Regions from separate parts of the Mus musculus genome. Here region 1 is linked to region 2. A link is a contact called in public Hi-C data. All regions are on one chromosome and are shown on one strand. The core of a region is the stretch at or near the end of the contact, and the rest is flanking DNA. Distances in the headings are between cores, read along the strand shown.

The links. Hi-C and Micro-C count contacts between places; a contact is called where the count stands out from the background.
Region 1: a Hi-C map of B cells shows a contact between it and region 2, with 6 read pairs. The contact joins the promoter of Tcf25 here to the promoter of Klhdc4 in region 2.

The regions. Positions count from the first base shown.
Region 1 is chr8:123,370,101-123,377,132 of GRCm38.p6, forward strand. It overlaps Tcf25 (transcription factor 25 (basic helix-loop-helix)), which reads left to right and starts at 3,611. Exons shown (of 18, transcript NM_001037878.4): 1 at 3,611-3,964. The coding sequence starts at 3,773.
Region 2 is chr8:121,824,613-121,831,370 of GRCm38.p6, forward strand. Klhdc4 (kelch domain containing 4) reads right to left here and starts at 4,957. Exons shown (of 12, transcript NM_145605.2): 1 at 4,770-4,957. The coding sequence starts at 4,868. It overlaps Gm24283 (a small nuclear RNA gene), which reads left to right and starts at 5,824; the gene lies at 5,824-5,930.

The DNA of each region.
Region 1 (7,032 bases), core at 2,361-4,860, 1.5 Mb after region 2:
AAGACCACGGTGCAGCTGGGGAGGGGAAGGGGGTGGCTGGAATCTCCTGTGAGGGCTTGGTGACTTGCTTCCTATCAGGGAAAGTCAGTAAACCTACAACCATTGCCATAAGCTTGCATATCATGTTATTTCACTGCCATGGTTGCAGGCAATGCTTTCTGAAGGTTAGCACGGCTGCTCTGCCAAATGATGGTGATATCATGCTCATTAAGCCCAGAGGCAGTCCCGACACCTGGACTCAGGATGGGCCTGGGCTAAGCTCCCTGCCTGCTTACATGCACCCAGCAGAGGAGGGGGTCTCTCATCACTCCACTTTACAGATTAGGAAAGAAAAGCTCAGTAAGGTAGAGATTGATTGCTTATCTCAGAACATGCCAGAACTCCAACGGAAGCCTGCTAACTGAGCCCTGCTGGCTGACTCCAGCCTCCACCAGCTTGCTCAGACTAGAAGAGGCACCAAGGGCACAGGACTGTGACAGATGGACCTGTGCAAGTTATCTTTGAAATTGGAACACCCAGTAAAAGAGGCTAGCTCCTGGCACCCATTCATCTGAGCACCTCACAGACCACCTTTGTATTTTGACTTTTTCAAGTTTAAAAGATATGCCTATTTGGGTTACATGTTCGCTTACGTTAATTTATGTAAACTGCATGCGTGCGGGAGCCCATGGGAACTATCAAACTGGAGTTGAGGGTGGCTGCGAGTCACACATGGGTGCTAGGAACTGAACTCAGTCCCTTCGCTTGGTCTGCAGCAAGCACTCTAACCACTGAGCAGCCATCTCTCCGGCCCTTTGATTTAAAAGAACAGGCAGAAAATGTTAGGAATCAGTACTGTCACTCAGCCAGCAATGACAACACTCACATTTAACCAATTATGGAGGCTCACACTTGTTAAACCAGCAGCTGGGAATTAGCATGAGGAAGGTCACTGGTTTGAGGCTAGTCTGGGCTATGTAGCAAGCTGCAGATGTCTGAGCTATACAGTGAACTCTCAAACAAGAAGCCCCCTCATGTTCATGAAGTATTCTCATGGACATCCAGTGCCATGAACTACGTACAGTTCTTGATCTACAGACTCGAAAGCAGCCACATATCCAGCTCACACTCCAAGCATGGTGTCACCAGTTCTGATCCTCACACAACACAAATGAAAGCAATAAACTCATATTTTGGGAAACACCCAGCTGAGTTGCAGGGTAATGCCTGTGGTTGTACAGTGCCCTACAACCACTTCTGGAGGTTGTACAACAGCCTGTCCTGTCTTATGGTTGCTGGTCTTTTCTAAACAGTGGGTTGCATGTCAGCCCACTGAGCTAGCCTCAGCCTCATCCATCGGGACGATGCCAAATACAGTGGTTAGAACTGAGATTTTCAGAAGGACCAGATCTGCAGCAGTTTGGGGAGACACATTTGGAGCTAGTGGTTCAGGGAAGATCAACTCCATCCTTCAGGGTCCATGACTTGTGTCTCAGGAGAGGCAGTTCTAGACTGAGACCTCCCACTTTATTCAAAGGTAAGGCTACTGACCTGTGTAAGCTGGCCACAGCTCTGTGTGTGTGTGTGTGTGTGTGTGTGTGTTTTCAAGACAGGGTTTCTCTGTATAGCCCTGGCTGTAGACCAGGCTGGCCTCGAACTCAGAAATCCATCTGCCTCTGCCTCCCAAGTGCTGGGATTAAAGGCGTGCGCCACCACTGCCCAGCCTGGCCACAGCTCTTGATCACGGATGGCACAGAAGCCAGCCTGGTCCTGAACAGTCAGGGCGGCAGCATTGAGCCTGATGCGGAAGAAGCTGCAACTTTAACAGTGCGCAGGGAAGAGGGTTGGGGGGATGGGCACCTTGGGACAGCAGCTGTGAACCATCAACTTTGAAGTACCTAAAGATACTTCATAGTGTGGGCAGAGGGCTCAGCATCCAACCCAGGGACGAACCAAGACTCCTGGGGGAGGCAGGGTGGAGTGGAGCACACGGACAGTGGGACAGGGGGCTCACACAAGAGCAGGAACTAAGGGATTGCTGCCCTGCCTGCCTTCTCTGTCCTTGCCAACCGCCTACATTGTTTGGACTTTGGGAGTCACATGAATGCAAAACCGGGTTCTCTCTGGGAAACTTAGCTCATTAAGGCGTCTTCACCTGTAAAAGGAGATCTATCTCCCAAAATGAAGCTGGAATTTAAGATAAGTGACTGATTGCTTCTCAGCCTTTTGGCTAAGATCAAGTAAGAGCAGTGACTGGCCTAGCCCTCTCCTGCTCTCAAGCTGGGGAAAGGTCCAACCCAACCCCAGCTCATTTTACTTTGGAGGTACTCAATCCTGACTCGTCTAGGAAAGTTTTCCAAAAGTATAAAAATTGGGGCGTAGACATGAAGTAGCTCTGTAATTCCAGCCCTTCAGAACAGGATTTCCATAGCTTCACGGGTAGCCAGCGTTACAGGGCAAGATCTTGGTTTGGGTGGTGTACTGGCTAGTTTTGTGTCAACTTGACACAGGCTGGAGTTATCACAGTGAAAGGAGTCAATTGAGGAAATGCCTCCATGAGATCCAGCTGTAAGGCATTTTCTCAATTAGTGACTAAGGGGTGAGGGCCCATTGTGGGTGGTGCCATACCTGGGCTTGGGTTCTATAAGAAAACAAGCTGAGCAAGCCTCCATGGCCTCTGCATCAGCTCCTGCTTCCTGGCCTGCTTAGTCCCAGTCCTGACTTCCTTTCGTGATGAACAGCAGTGTGTATGTAGTGTAAGCTGAATAAACCCTTTCCACCCCAACTTGCTTCTTGGTCATGATATTTTGTCCAGGAATAGAAACCCTAAGACAGGTGGTGTTTTTGTTTTGTTTTAAAAAAAGGTCGGTTGTTGTTGCACACACTTTTGGTCACAACACCTGGGAGGCAGAGGCCAGCATGGTCTGCAAAGCGAGTCCCAGGACAGTCAAGGGTACACAGAGAAACTCTGTCTCAAAAAACAAAAACAAAAAGAACATGGAAAAAGAAAAGATCTGTGCCGAGGATCCCTATGTCCTTATTGTGAAAATCTTCCTGAATTAGAATACACATAGGTAGGGCTGCCGTGACTTCACACCACGGATCCACACCTAGGCAGCTCTCCCCTCACCCAATACCCCTGTAACATGACCACCCCTGTTGCGTTCGCGACAATAAAAAGCAAGCCCTAACACCTAACTCGGCTCGGTGCACGTTGTGGAGAGGAGTTACCCAGTCTGAAAGAAGTTAGGTTGGTTCTATTAAGGTGAAAACTGTCCCTTTGCAGTCTAGTAACAACGTGGAGGTGGGGGACATCGGACAAGTCGCATGGGTAGGCTAGCAGAGAGGGGTTGGGGACTGGGTCCCTCGCTCCTGTCATAGCAGAGGTCTTTGCACACGGGCCTTGCGGCGTGCGCACCTGCTCTCACGGCCTCCTCGCCTGCCCCACCCCTGCCCGCTCGCCCCCAGGCTCGCCCCCGGGAATCGCGTTCGTGCGGAGCAGCGCTCTGAGCCTGCGCGTTGCTGCCCGCCGCACAGCCGGCTTTCTGAAAGCCAGCCATCTCCAAAGCCGAAGCACCGCACCACGGCCGCCGCTAGGGCCCGACTCTCGCGAGAGCTCCCTGGGCCACCCTTGCACCTTCCCCGACTCCACGGGGAATTGGGAGGAAGTTCCGGAGAGCCGCGGCGCGCAAACGCGACACGCCAATCTTGCGCCAGCGCGCCGCAAGTGCGCAGGCGCCGCCACACTGCTGCTCTTCCTCGTCCCTCTGCCCACATCAGGCTGTCGGGTCCTATGTCGCGCCGGGCCCTCCGGAGACTGAGGGGGGAACAGCGCGGCCAGGAACCCCTAGGGCCCGACGCCTTGAAGTTTGTCCTCCTTGATGACGATGACGCAGAGGAAGAGGGACCAAAACCGGGGCTGGGTGGCCGGCGCCCCGGGGGTGCAGGGAAGGAAGGAGTCCGTGTCAACAACCGGTTTGAGCTGGTGAGGAGCTGGGCAACCTGAGGGGGGGGAAATGGTGGGGGCATGACGTCATGCGAAGGGGCACAAAGTTGGGTCTGGACTGCAGTCGAGTGGGCGGAGAGAAGGGACTGCGCCGCATCGGGGAAGGCGGGTCTTCAGCCGCAGGGTGGGTGGGGTGAGGAAGCCGTGTTCCCCGTCCGAGATCGAGTGGAAGGTGGAAGAAAATGCCGAGCGAAGGGGCTGCTAAAGGCTAACGGGGGTGCCGACAAGGGGCTGAGTGACAGGACTTTGCTGCAGCATAGGGCGTGTCTCGCGGCTGTGTCCAGAGACGTGACGTGACGCAGGGCAGGACGGGGCAGTGACGTCAGAGTGGGCGGGGCGTGACATCCGAGACAGCTAAGGGGGAGGGGCACTGTGGATGGCGAGTGGGAGGTGGGGTTCAGTTGGGTCTAGGCTTCACTGAAGGAGTAGGGTTGTTCTGTCCGGGGCAATGGGATGGTAGGGTAGGCTTGGTTTCATTTCTGCGACTTGAGGGAGGTCTCTCTTCTGCAAACATTTCGGCTTATTCATCACAGTACTTCTGTGTGTCCCAGCTACTTGTACCTATCGTATCGTATTCCTCGCAGCAGAAAATTGGGTAGCAGTCCTGAGCCCCGTGTTTTTCCTTACGACAGACTGACCTGGGTCTGCAGTTTCATATGTGTATAAATTATGATTCTGACTTCATGTGTGGGCAGATAATATGTCTTTTCCTCGTATCTCCAACTTCCACATATGGTAAGGTGTCAGTGGCCATTTTCGAGTGAGTAAAAAGATGTAATGTGTCTGAGACTCTCAGTCTTGCAGTGAATTGTCTCAGCTAGCTGGGACACACGGAAGTACTGGGTCTTCCTCAAGTCGCAGATATGAAACCATGTCTATCCTACTGTTGCAGCACCCAAGACAGCACTACCCCCAGTTGTCCCCAGCTTTTTATCAGTTAGCAGGTTTAAAAGTTCCTAGCAAAGATATTGATTGGTGTGAGAAATGTCACAGACATTTTGGAAGTTTGGTTCAGAGATTGTTTATTTCTCCCATAAGGAAAGGAAGGGATCTGTCCTGTAGTCTGTGGCGATGGTGAAATATGTCTTCCCTTGGTACAGAGAACTCGCCTGCCTCCTCTGACTTTGAGCCTGAGAGCAACCCCCATTCCTACTGTTTCTTCTCCCTTCACTAGTACTTTTCTTAGATTTACTTTTGCTTATCATCATTTCTTTTTCAAGACAGGGTTTCTCTATGTAGTCTTGGCTGTCCTTGAACTCACTCTGTAGACTACTTAGAGATGCTGTGTCTCAGACTCGGAAATTCGCGCACTTCTGCCTCCTGAGTGCTGGGATCAAAGGCATGTACCACCACCACCCAGCTATGTTTACTTTTAAACGTACACAAAAATTAGGAAAATACAAATAACCCGTATGCGCCCATGGCCCAGTTTCTGTCAGTCTACATGCCTTTAATATAATTTTAATCCCATTTCTCTTAAGAGGTGATTGCAAAACAGAGCCTAGATATCCCATCATTCACCCATCTGTAGCCTTCCTTGTACTGGGATTCCTCCCTTGACGGCAGCTGGGGTTCACTCTCAGACCTTAGGGATCTGAGACCATTGGTTCTTAAAGATTTTACAGCTCTCCTGAACTTGTCCTGCACTTCGCTTTCCCTGGTTCTTTACGGCTTTCACCTTTAGCCTTGGCTCCCTGTCCTCTGCTTTTGCCTCCCTCTGTCCCATCCCTGACACTCTCTCAAACTGGTCAGTGGCCTCCTTTTCATATGTCACGAAGTTGGCAATCTTGCCACCTTTGGGGCCCAGGCTACTGACTGCTCAGCTGCTTTGAATTACACTGCTGAGGTAGGCAAGCGGGGCGGGAGGCTGGTGATACAACCCAGTGGTGAAGGGCCCTTGCTGCTTTTCCAGAGGACTGGCGTTTGGGACCAGGGAATCACCTACAGATCAGAACCAAGGCTCGTGGTAGTAGACGCCCGATACAAAGGGAAGCAGTATTTCCGAGGCTGCACCTGTCAGCTGTGAGCACAGTTCAAGGCCTCTGGAATATTCAATGTTGAATATGGGTCGTCTGCCTTACGGTTTGGCAGACAGTTCTATTCCTCAAGGCAGCTGGGGTGGGGAGATTTCAACAATTGCCAGTTAGAGAACCAAGATGCTCTGTCCCCCAACGTCTTTGCTTAGCTACAGGAAATTAGCATCAGAATGTGAGGAGGTTTTTAACATTCGTAGAGTTTCTAACAGTGCCTCGAATCTGTACAGTACTGGGGTGGAGCGAGACCCCTTTATCTGTCTCAGGTCACAGGGAGCCTTCATTGCTGCTGCCACCATGAGAACGCAGTGATAGCTCTCCATTCCCAGCAGGTGTCTGCTATGCTAAGACACTTCTCCCTGACCTCGCCTGTTAGTAATCTTGCTCACTGTTTCAGCCGCCCTGACCTGCCTTTGCCTCCCCCGTCTGGCTGCGGTCCCCTTTGCTGAGACGCTAACATGAGACTTCCCCTCACATGGGCATGCTTACCCTACATGATATGATATGAACAAGGTCTGTTCTTACCATGTGCCTACCTTTACAGCCATCCCCATTCACCTTCCCCCTGGCACTCACCACCGGCCAGGCTGCGCTGCTCTTCTGTGTACGCTGATTGTGTCCCACAGCTAGCATTTGTTCCTTAGGAAAAGACTGCTGCTCAATGATGTACCACCGCCCCTCAGGACAGTGTTCACGTCTATCTGTGCTGATTTTAATAAAACAAACTACTACCCAGGCAGTGGTAGTGCACGCCTTTAATCCCAGAGTCAGAGGCAGGCAGATCTCTGAGTTCAAGATCAGCCTGGTCTACAGAGTGAGTTCTAGGACTGCCAGGGCTACACAGAGAAACCCTGTTTCAAAACAAAACAAACACTTGCTATTGGTTTTTTGGTTTGTTTTGTTTTTTTGTTTTTGTTTTTTTGAGACAGGGTTTCTCTGTGTAGCCCTGGCTGTCCTGGAACTCACTCTGTAGACCAGGTTGACCTCAAACTCAGAAATCCGCCTGCCTCTGCC
Region 2 (6,758 bases), core at 3,707-6,206:
GTGTAGACGCGTGCACACCTCCTGCCAATCAATCAAAGCAGCTTTCTGTAGGTGTAGACGCATGCGCACCTCCTGCCAATCAATCAAAGCAGCTTTCTGTAGGTGTAGACGCATGCACACCTCCTGCCAATCAATCAAAGCAGCTTTCTGTAGGTGTAGACGCGTGCACACCTCCTGCCAATCAATCAAAGCAGCTTTCTGTAGGTGTAGACGCATGCGCACCTCCTGCCAATCAATCAAAGCAGCTTTCTGTAGGTGTAGACGCATGCGCACCTCCTGCCAATCAATCAAAGCAGCTTTCTGTAGGTGTAGACGCATGCGCACCTCCTGCCAATCAATCAAAGCAGCTTTCTGTAGGTGTAGACGCATGCGCACCTCCTGCCAATCAATCAAAGCAGCTTTCTGTAGGTGTAGACGCATGCGCACCTCCTGCCAATCAATCAAAGCAGCTTTCTGTAGGTGTAGACGCATGCGCACCTCCTGCCAATCAATCAAAGCAGCTTTCTGTAGGTGTAGACGCATGCGCCCCTCCTGCCAATCAATCAAAGCAGCTTTCTGTAGGTGTAGACGCATGCACCCCTCCTGCCAATCAATCAAAGCAGCTTTCTGTAGGTGTAGACGCATGCGCACCTCCTGGCAATCAATCAAAGCAGCTTTCTGTAGGTGTAGACGCATGCGCACCTCCTGCCAATCAATCAAAGCAGCTTTCTGTAGGTGTAGACGCATGCGCACCTCCTGCCAATCAATCAAAGCAGCTTTCTGTAGGTGTAGACGCATGCGCACCTCCTGCCAATCAATCAAAGCAGCTTTCTGTAGGTGTAGACGCATGCGCACCTCCTGCCAATCAATCAAAGCAGCTTTCTGTAGGTGTAGACGCATGCGCACCTCCTGCCAATCAATCAAAGCAGCTTTCTGTAGGTGTAGACGCATGCGCACCTCCTGCCAATCAATCAAAGCAGCTTTCTGTAGGTGTAGACGCATGCGCACCTCCTGCCAATCAATCAAAGCAGCTTTCTGTAGGTGTAGACGCATGCACACCTCCTGCCAATCAATCAAAGCAGCTTTCTGTAGGTGTAGACGCATGCACACCTCCTGCCAATCAATCAAAGCAGCTTTCTGTAGGTGTAGACGCATGCACACCTCCTGCCAATCAATCAAAGCAGCTTTCTGTAGGTGTAGACGCATGCACACCTCCTGCCAATCAATCAAAGCAGCTTTCTGTAGGTGTAGACGCATGCGCACCTCCTGCCAATCAATCAAAGCAGCTTTCTGTAGGTGTAGACGCATGCGCACCTCCTGCCAATCAATCAAAGCAGCTTTCTGTAGGTGTAGACGCATGCGCACCTCCTGCCAATCAATCAAAGCAGCTTTCTGTAGGTGTAGACGCATGCACACCTCCTGCCAATCAATCAAAGCAGCTTTCTGTAGGTGTAGACGCATGCACACCTCCTGCCAATCAATCAAAGCAGCTTTCTGTAGGTGTAGACGCGTGCGCACCTCCTGCCAATCAATCAAAGCAGCTTTCTGTAGGTGTAGACGCGTGCACACCTCCTGCCAATCAATCAAAGCAGCTTTCTGTAGGTGTAGACGCGTGCACACCTCCTGCCAATCAATCAAAGCAGCTTTCTGTAGGTGTAGACGCATGCGCACCTCCTGCCAATCAATCAAAGCAGCTTTCTGTAGGTGTAGACGCGTGCACACCTCCTGCCAATCAATCAAAGCAGCTTTCTGTAGGTGTAGACGCATGCGCACCTCCTGCCAATCAATCAAAGCAGCTTTCTGTAGGTGTAGACGCATGCACCCCTCCTGCCAATCAATCAAAGCAGCTTTCTGTAGGTGTAGACGCATGCACCCCTCCTGCCAATCAATCAAAGCAGCTTTCTGTAGGTGTAGACGCATGCGCACCTCCTGCCAATCAATCAAAGCAGCTTTCTGTAGGTGTAGACGCATGCGCACCTCCTGCCAATCAATCAAAGCAGCTTTCTGTAGGTGTAGACGCATGCGCACCTCCTGCCAATCAATCAAAGCAGCTTTCTGTAGGTGTAGACGCATGCACACCTCCTGCCAATCAATCAAAGCAGCTTTCTGTAGGTGTAGACGCATGCGCACCTCCTGCCAATCAATCAAAGCAGCTTTCTGTAGGTGTAGACGCATGCGCACCTCCTGCCAATCAATCAAAGCAGCTTTCTGTAGGTGTAGACGCATGCACCCCTCCTGCCAATCAATCAAAGCAGCTTTCTGTAGGTGTAGACGCATGCGCACCTCCTGGCAATCAATCAAAGCAGCTTTCTGTAGGTGTAGACGCATGCGCACCTCCTGCCAATCAATCAAAGCAGCTTTCTGTAGGTGTAGACGCATGCGCACCTCCTGCCAATCAATCAAAGCAGCTTTCTGTAGGTGTAGACGCATGCGCACCTCCTGCCAATCAATCAAAGCAGCTTTCTGTAGGTGTAGACGCATGCACACCTCCTGCCAATCAATCAAAGCAGCTTTCTGTAGGTGTAGACGTATGCGCACCTCCTGCCAATCAATCAAAGCAGCTTTCTGTAGGTGTAGACGCATGCGCACCTCCTGCCAATCAATCAAAGCAGCTTTCTGTAGGTGTAGACGCGTGCGCACCTCCTGCCAATCAATCAAAGCAGCTTTCTGTAGGTGTAGACGCGTGCACACCTCCTGCCAATCAATCAAAGCAGCTTTCTGTAGGTGTAGACGCGTGCACACCTCCTGCCAATCAATCAAAGCAGCTTTCTGTAGGTGTAGACGCGTGCACACCTCCTGCCAATCAATCAAAGCAGCTTTCTGTAGGTGTAGACGCATGCGCACCTCCTGCCAATCAATCAAAGCAGCTTTCTGTAGGTGTAGACGCATGCACACCTCCTGCCAATCAATCAAAGCAGCTTTCTGTAGGTGTAGACGCGTGCACACCTCCTGCCAATCAATCAAAGCAGCTTTCTGTAGGTGTAGACGCATGCGCACCTCCTGCCAATCAATCAAAGCAGCTTTCTGTAGGTGTAGACGCATGCGCACCTCCTGCCAATCAATCAAAGCAGCTTTCTGTAGGTGTAGACGCATGCGCACCTCCTGCCAATCAATCAAGGGTTTTCTATGAAGGGAACTGCAACCTGGCCACACTGCCCTCTGACAACCTGTTTGTGCCAACAGCCTACCTTGCTGTCTACACAGCCATTCCTGGGATTCCTCTTGCTTACTGGTTTCCAGCTCCTATTCCCATGCTAAGATATGGGCTCCATGAGAACAGGCCTTGAGTCCTTTAGACCAGTGCCTGAATGACAGGGTCGGTGCTAACCTGCGGGCTACCACTCGACAGCCCCTACCTACGTCCCAGCTGTCACCACAGACCTGGACACTAAGGCAACAAGCATGCTGGCCAGCACTGAAACCAAACTTTCCCACACCCACACAGTGCCCACTCCCCTGAGTTTACTAGGGTGTCCAAGTTTGCTTTCTATTGCTGTGATCAAAAGCAACCGGGAAGGAGAGGGTTTATCTCACCTTACAGCTTACATTCCATCCTGAAAGGAAGTTAGAGCAGGAACCCCAGGGGCAGGAGATGAAGCAGAGACCAAGGCGGATAGCTGCTTCTTGGCTAGTTTGCTGTAGCTTGCTCAGCTTTTTTCTTAACGACCCAGTGCCACCTGCCCAGGTATGGGTTAGATCTTCCAATACCAATCACTAATCAAGACAATACCCCCACAGATTTGCCTAGAAGCAGGTTTTTAAAAATGCGTTATTTCATATGTGTAGGCGTCTTGCCAGAATGTGTGCCTGGTGCCCACAAAGGCCAGAGACCTGTGAGCTCCCAGATGGGTCCACAGAATAAAACCTGGATCCTCTGGAAGAGCAACATATGCTCTTAACAGCTGAGCCATCTCTCCAGCTCCACACAGGCCAATCTTATGGAGGTATATTCTCAATTGAGGTTCCCTCTTCCAAGGTTATGAGGAGGGGAGCCCAGGAAGTCCTGTGCCTGGCAGACCACTGAGCTAAACGTGGCCATCAAAGCTGCCTCCATAGTTTCTTGGGTCAGAAAGCCCTAAGACAACAGCAAGCACGGTGCTTGAACTTCCGCACAGATCCACCTGTAGGTCCTGGGATAATCAATGCCTATAAGAATATGAGTGAAGGTCACAACCAAATGTCCTGAAACACCGCAGTTTCAGTGACTTGTCTGGTTACTAAATCCTGCTGATGGTGGCACGCCTTTAATTCCAGCACTCCACTCGGGAGGTAGAAGCAGCGGGAGTTCTCTCAGTTCAAGACCAGCCTGGTCAACAGAGTGACTTCCAGGACAGAGAAACCCTGTCTCGAAAACCAACAGACACAACCCCCAAATTCCTACTCGTGGCTCACTCCCTGAGGCTGCTGGAAGAAAATCTGCTCTCCTTTTAGGGCTGGGGGCTGGGGAGTGGGGACAGGCGCAGGACCGTTACGGCTTTACTCCCGGAACGCAGACCTGGACCAAGCAGGAATCACCCAGCTTCACTTCTCCTCTACTAAGCCCCACCACGTTGCTTTACTCTGCCCACAGAAAGGTAAGCACGCGGAACCGAACAGGACAGATCTGGTCTTCCATGGAAGAGAGGGCGACCGGATAAACGAGGAGTTTCGGGACTGCAAAGGGACCCGAGAGAGGAGAGGCCCGGGGGCACCGGGCTCGGCGCAGGCCCGAAGCCACCCAGGGACACCGGGCGCAACCCCGCCTCCGGGTCTCCCGCCCGCGATCGCACGCCGCTCCGGGCCCCGCTCACCTCCTCCTTCCGCGAGCGCTTGGACACCTTCTTCTCCATCTTGGCGGCCGTCTTCTCCGCGCCGCGGCCCTTCTTCTCCTTCTTTCCCTTCTTGCCCATCGCGCCGATTCGGAAGCGGCGCCCGGGAGACAACCGGAGGCAAATGAATGATGATGTTCTGCCGGGCCGGAAACGAGCGGCGCGCTATAGGAGGCTCACTTCCTGTCCTTTGCTCTGGTGTTCCGTGGAGCAGCCGATCCCACCAGTACTTTGGGTCCGTCTCGGGCCGCGTGAGTAGGGAGCCGCTCCGCTGGCACACCAGCAAGCTGCGTGACTCTAAACGAGACGCGAGCATGTGGGATGCTGACCGCCTCATCCCACAGAGGAATTTCCACGTACTTAGGGATTCCTGACATGAATTAAGGCAGCCCTCTTTCCCTATCCCATGTAAAATGTGCCAGGACCTGTCAGGCCCTCCCGCAGTGCCTTTGCCCTTCTGCTGGCGATGCTTCACTGGACCAGCATGTCCCTCCATTGGGAGACCCGGGCTGGTGATGGGTATCTGTACTCCCGACGGTGCTTGATTTACGGTCTGGCAGATACGTAATAGGAAAATATGCTCCCGGGTTTGACCTAAATGGTACAGTGGAAGAGGGACCCGCGGTTTTGAAAGAGCAGAGTGCATTGCCTAGAGGGTGTCGTCTTTGAGCTGTAATCAAGGAATGGCGCAAAATAAGGACAAGGGCAAGCAAAATACTGGCAAAGGGAACACATAGACGAGGAACTAATCTTCTTTCTCGGTGGGAACGCTGCCAAAGCACAGCCTTTAAAGAAACTGCCTTGGATCGGGCCAACCACTAATCATTGACGCTCTGAGGAGGCGGGAGCTCCCAATTCAGTTCCAGGTTTTTCCATAAACCTAGTTCTTAAGAAGAAAACTTGCTTTTGAGGAAAACAATGGTGTTGTGTGGTTTCTTTCTTTCTTTCTTTTCTTTCTTTTTTTTTTTTTTTTTCCTGAAGAGATACACAGAATCAACTTTTCACCCCAAACAGGACGTCAACAGATAAAAGAAATGTGCTCGCGTTGGCAGCAGATATGCTAACATTGGAATGATACAGGGATTGTTAGCATGGCCCCTGCGAAAGAATAGCACGCAAATGCATGATGCGTTCCATCATTTTTCTTATGTCTTTTTGGAGACAAGGTTTCTCTCTGTAGCTTTGGCTGCCCTGGAACTCACTCTGTAAAGCAGGCTGGCCTCGAACTCACAGAGATCTGCCTGCCTCTGCCTTCCGAGTGATGGGATTAAAGGTGTGTGCCACTGCCCAACTTCATTCCATACTTTTCAAAGATGAAATTGAAATTGTCTTCAGAAAGCTCATCTCAGCTAGAACCTATCTGTAGAGTTATCCCAGGTGTGCATCCCTTAACAGCCCTATCTCACTCCCAAAGGAAAAGCCAATCAGGGGGTATTTTTACCATCCAAAAGCCGCTGTTTGTGTTTGTGGTGGTAGGGTATCAAGGTGGAGTTTGGTGAGGGGAAAGAATCTGATTAAAATATATTTTATACAAACACACACACACACACAAACCAAAAAACAGCTGGGCAGTGATAGCACAGCCTTGAATCCTGGCACTCAGGAAGCAGAGATAGTTGGATCTCTATGAATTCAAGGCCAGCCTGATCTATAAAGAGAGTTTCAGGACAGCCAAGGCCACACAGAGAAAACCCTCTATCATAAAAAAATATAGATAGATAGATAGATACATAGATAGATACATAGATAGATACATAGATAGATACAAGAGAGAGAGAGAGAGAGAGAGAGAGAGATCTAAAAGACCAAAGAAATTATTCCAAGTCCAGTAGCTTGGACTCAGTAGCTTGTTGAAGTACTGAGTTGTTTGTTTTGATTTACAGGAGCACAGGTGACTCGAAGGCAGCCACGTCTCATAAACGTCTCACCTAGCATGGGTGGATGAGGAATTTATAAACATTGTATCACTGG